Linked DNA regions of Oryza sativa: region 1 is linked to region 2. Evidence: chromatin contacts called from public HiCAR-type data. All regions are on one chromosome and are shown on one strand. Each heading gives the region's core, a stretch centred on a gene start, on an enhancer-like site or on the middle of the called end of the contact. The rest is flanking DNA. Distances are from core to core; before and after follow the strand shown.

What was found. HiCAR-type assays count read pairs that join an accessible place to other places.
Region 1: a contact with region 2 is called in a HiCAR-type map of leaf, with 2.5 times the contacts expected there. The contact joins the promoter of LOC136357065 here to the promoter of LOC4340892 in region 2. A contact is called at or near these places in 1 of 15 Hi-C or Micro-C datasets (leaf) and 1 of 4 datasets of contacts at active chromatin or transcription factors (leaf).

Annotation. Positions count from the first base shown.
Region 1 is chr6:12,837,119-12,839,880 of ASM3414082v1, reverse strand. LOC136357065 (protein NRT1/ PTR FAMILY 7.1-like) reads right to left here and starts at 1,411. Exons shown (of 5, transcript XM_066311804.1): 1 at 1,284-1,411; 2 at 323-402; 3 at 93-140. LOC4340900 reads left to right here and starts at 1,390. Exons shown (of 1, transcript XM_015786532.3): 1 at 1,390-2,762.
Region 2 is chr6:12,635,548-12,638,247 of ASM3414082v1, reverse strand. It overlaps LOC4340892 (chlorophyll a-b binding protein 1B-21, chloroplastic), which reads right to left and starts at 1,355. Exons shown (of 4, transcript XM_015788844.3): 1 at 831-1,355; 2 at 628-730; 3 at 255-543; 4 at 1-144. The coding sequence starts at 1,012.

The DNA of each region.
Region 1 (2,762 bases), core at 162-2,661, 200 kb before region 2:
AGTTAAGGTTCCAATCATTCAAATGCTGGAAAGTACATTTACTTCTATTTTAAACTATTAAGGGGTAAAAAAAAACAGATATACGCTCTTACTCTGATCTCAAATGCCATGATCTCTGCAGATCCCACGGTGTCGGGAACCTTCAATACGAATATATATATAAAAAAGAAAAGATCAGTAAGGAAATGTTTGATCTGCTAGCCTTAGTTTTCATATTATTAAATTTTAGAAAATACAAGTAAGATTATAAAATTATAAGTTTGCTACAATATTTATGTCTGAACATAGTATAAAGTGGTAAACATAGTAAAGAAGTTCTTACTGTTTCATCGACGATCGTAATCTCCGGAAACTCCATATTATATTGTTTAGCAACCTTTTAGCACAAATGACCAGAACTTGCTAAAAAAATGATAAGGAGAAAAATTAAGCAAGGGAATATTTCAAACAATCCTGCTTTTTATACAATCAAGAAACAAAAATAATGAAAATGAAACATTGCAATTCAATACATATTTTCTTAGAATCTTATTATTGATTTTCTCCATGTTTCAGCCGGCAGAAAAAAATGGGTCGTCAGAACATTGCTCTGTCCAATATAATGTAAAAGAAAAATAAAGCCATCTGGGATCACAGAAGATCCCTACAGCTATATAGAATTTACTCAAACAAAAATTAATTGAAAATGCCAAGAAATATTTCTATAGAGGGTGAGGAAAAATGATATTTTTCAATGGTTACTCAGGTACCCTGTAAACAACATGATATATAGAGATGTTAGGTTGTTTTCTGAAGGAAACTACATCATACTGTATGGACTACTCATGCTCCTATATGAAAAAATATATTTTTTTTATATATGTCCTCGAATTTTTTACAGCTGAGTGGGGGAATAAATCCTCCATCCAATTATTTGTTCTATTTGAAAACCAATTTGGAGAGGAGGGCCAGGACAGGATGGTTCCACTTTCAAATGCTTAAAATTTTCAGTTTTAACCCTTATCAGGAGTTTCTTACGGCCGGCGAGGTATGAACATGACACCTGGATGTAACTAAAAATTAGCAAACAACATATATTGCAGGTAGCTGATGATTGTGCTTTACTTAACACCAGATAATTTAAATTAGTGGTCAGTCTCACATATAAGCAGAAAAGATTGGGCAGAGAACAGAAACTAATACACATTCAGAATTTCAGATCTCGTCACACCTGAACATATACATGAATACAGGATAATAACTAAAATGAGCAGAGATAATTAAGCCAACATATATGAATATACCTGCTTAAGTAGTCAGCTCAGCTCGCTGCTAGATCTCCTAGTCCAAAAGAGCTAAGCTAGCTGCGAGGAATAAATTAACACTTCACTCCTACTCGAAGCTAAAGGTGAGCAGAGCTGCTTAATTAATTAGTCGCCGATCTGCCGATTATTTAACCTGAAGGGGAGAGCAGTCGAAGCCAAAATTTCTGCAACAAACATTTGCAAAAAGAACAAAACAAAAAGAGAAATGCAGCAAAGCTGACAAGCTAAGGCGACCGAAGAGCTAGCGAAAGTTAATTTCTGCTGATGTGGAAGGGAGAGAGATACAGATGACACGTCAAGATTCATTGGCATCGAGCGAAACAAACCGGGACGCTTTGCTTGTGCTTCCAGAGAGAATTAAGCTTAACTTATCAGCCATAGCTCGTGACAGATCCGATTCAGAAGCAAACGGCAAAAAGATCGAGCTGACGAGTAGTCTACTGTTCGATCCATTCATCGCATGATCGCTCGCCGAAACGTTTAATTGTTCATGTGTTAAAGCTGATGTGTGCACTTGTTCTGTTTAGGTTGCTTGTTCTTAAGATGACTGTGCTTCTTTCATACGCTAGCTAGCTCCTAGCTTTCTTGTGCTCTTGTTCTTTATAAGATGGAGTTTTGTTGTGCTGTTGTTGGAACTTGGAACGTACTAGTCTGTAAAAGAAAAAAAAAAGTACTATGAACCTGTACACATGTGTGTCTAGGTTTATAGTTAGATTAGACATTTTTTTAGATAGAGGAGGTAGCTGACTAGGTAGAGCTAGCTAGCTAGCTTTTCCGCGGAATGAACACGTAATTTGCAGCTGGCCTCAAGCCGCGAGGAGATAAAAGCCGCTGCAATTAATCGATCGTCTTGCTGTGCTATGAACTTCGTTTGTGCTTATATACTTTTTTTTTTTTTGTATATTCTGTTTGAGGTTTAATTATGCTCTTTATTCTTGGATATATATCAGTCAATGCTGTGATCTGACTAAGAAAGTTTTTTTTTTAAAAAAGGAGGAGCTTTTTATTCTTCAATCCTTAAAGCGCATATATATATATATACACACACCTCTACGGGTGAAACCCAATGGGCTGAGGGAAGCGCACAGACACTAAGGTCCAAATCAAATTTTAGTGCTTACAATTAGGCCTTCACTATAAGACAGCCCATAAGCCCAACTTGGTGTACCCGTTAGATCACGTACATCTCGCTCGTGGAAACAAACTTGCACGGCCGAGAAAATGGTTGGTAGGCCCAAACGCTCATCAACAGCTCGAGAGCAATCTCATAAAGGAAAAAGTACACTGAAGGTCCCTCAACTTGTCATCGAGTTACAAAATGTCCCCCAACTACAAAACCAGATATCCGGCGTCCCTCAAGTAATCAAAACCGATCACAATAGGTCCTTCGGTGGTTTTAGCCCCGGTTTTATCCTACATGGCGGCTGAGTCAGCGTGGGACCCACGTGGACCCCACAT
Region 2 (2,700 bases), core at 106-2,605:
AGATGGTTCTCGGGATGATGATGTCGCCGATGTTGTTGTGCCACGGGTCCGAGAGGTGGCTGGCCAGGTTCTCCAGTGGGCCGGTGCCCGGGTACGCCGACTGTTGGACGCAGAAACCCACAAAAGCCAGCATGGCCAATCGCCCTACAAACCGATCGATAATATATACGCATATGTTATCGTCTCCGTTTCTAAATATTTGACAACCGTTATCGTTATTAAAAAAAAAAAGAAAAGTTGGGTGCATTGCATACCGTTCTTGATCTCCTTGAGCTTGTACTCCTCGAACTTGACGGGGTCCTTGGAGAAGCCGAGGGGGTCGAAGGCGCCGCCGGGGTACTTCTTCTTCTCGGGGTCCTTCTCCATGGTGCGCTGGTGCTCGGCGAAGGCGATGGCGACGAACTCGATGACCAGGATCGTCGGCAGCGTGCCCCATGGCACCGGGTTGCCGAGGTACGTGGCCTGGCCGCCGGGCTCCGCCGCCCACTCCTGCGCCTGCACCCAGTTGCCCAGCCCCAGCGCCTCCGGCACCAACACCCCAGGCTGCACAAGCGTGATTCAGTTCAGTTCAGTTCGTCCATGGCGGCGCAGGCCATGCCATGCGGAGATCAGAATCAAGAACCATACCACAGCGAGCATGGCCCACCGGCAGTGGTACACCTCCGACTCCTTGAACCGCTCGAAGTTCTCCGGCACGGTGGCGAGGCCCAGCGGGTCGAACCCGAAGTCACTGCACGCACGCATGGCAAATCCTAGCTTTGTCAGTCTCTCGCTCGCCACGGACGCACGCCGGCGAAGACGTGTCGTCGTCGTCGAACGCTTGTGCTTACCCGGGAGAGGAGCCGTCGAGGTGGGCGGGGCGTGGCTGGCCCGGCATCCACTCGGCGGACATGGTGACGCGCCCGGAGGTGGTGGCGTAGGCGCAGACCGGCAGGCGGCTCCTGTTCGACGACGGCGCCAGCAGGCTCGGCACGCCCACCGCGCTGCAGCTCCTCAGCCCGCTCGTCGCCATTGCCGCCGCCGCCGCTAGCTTCTCCTCCTCCTCCTCCTCCTCGAACACACCAGCAAGAAGACGAAGTAGGAAGAAGAGGTGGCCGGTGAGTGGACGCCGGAATCCGTGGCGGGATATTAAGGGGGGAGCACGACGCGAGCGGCCGGAGACGAGGCCGGGGATGGGGGATATCCGAATCCCGCCGCCGATTGGCTGCGATATCCGCGCGCGCCCACCCCCATTGGGCCACGTCGGATCGTGGCATCTTTTGCCCGTCCTACGTGGCACTCCCCTGCATTTGCCTTCTGCTCTGATTGTCTCGGGCTCTCAGCTGGGCCAAGCCATGCAATGCAGTCCACATATCCATGGGACCATGTCTTCTTACTCCTTCACTAGGGAAAATCTGACATGTAACTTGTATAAATCCACACCAAGTGTCCAATTCCAGATGATGGTTTTGATCCAAAGGAAGATTTTTTTTTTCCCTTATCCTCTTGAATTGTGCATGAAAGGAAGATTTTTTTTATCCAACTAGTATTTACAGAATTGTGAAAAAGAGCATTGTTTTTTCAAAAGGTTGGGTTGGGCACAATTCATGCTATTAAAATGAGATTTTTAACTTGTTTTATTTTTTGCTACTGTACATGTAACCACAGTGGGTACTTCCTTTGATGCAAAGGATGATTTTTTTTTATCCAACTACTAGGCAACTAGTACGATGTTCGCCACAATTAAAAGGTTTTACTGACTTACTCCGTATCTAAAAGAGCACTGTCTTTTACTGAAAGGTTTGAGTTTGATACAATAGATGCCATTCAGATGAGATTTTTAACAAAAAAAAAAATTAAAGGACGATTTGGCTTATCTTATTGTTTGCTACTCACTCCGTCACATAATACTTGTCATTTTAGGTTGATTAGTATAAATTAAGGTTTCAAAAAAAATACTATATAGGTGCGTTACCAAATTTTGCTAGACCTCACATGCCGCATAGATCAAGAACAATATTGGCTACATGCTTTACAGTGAAAGTCACTTATAGTGGGTCCCACTAATATCACCTTCACTTTTCATGTATCTCTCTCCTCTCTTCCTTTCCCTGTCGGCAGAGAAAGCCAAGGCGCCGGAGGATAAAGCGAGGCAAGGTCAGCGACGACCGTCGGGTGGAGCGGCGAGGTCGGCGGTGCTCCTCCTCTCTACATTTTCCCTGGCAGAGGAAGCGAGGTGGCTCGTTCGGTGACGGCGTCGAGCAGAGCAGCGACAGCGCGGCCCATGCGACACCGGTGCTGGGTAGGGCTCCACCTCTCCTCCCCCTCTGACCAGTGGGTGACAGCGCGATGGGAGCTCAGCGGCACGCGAACGGGAGGCGGCGGGGTTGATATGGTGGCGAGGGCACCACCATCGGGGTAGGGGTCTTCCCGCTTCACCGCATCCGTACCCAATCGCCGGCACACCAAACTGTCGCGGCACGTGGACCACGCCGACTCGTCTACCTCGTCCACGGTTGTGGCTGGCATCGGCCTCGAGCTTTGGATCCGGTGACGTAGGGGCCGCGAGCTCAGCGAAAACTCCTCGGCGACGAGCCCGGCGATGGCGCAGTGTGGAGCTAGGGGGCGACGACCTGCTTGGCTCCCTTCCTCCCTTCCTGGTTGACGGAGGATGACGGTCTCCCTCCCTGGCCGCCGAGACGAGCCGAGCTCTCTTTCCAC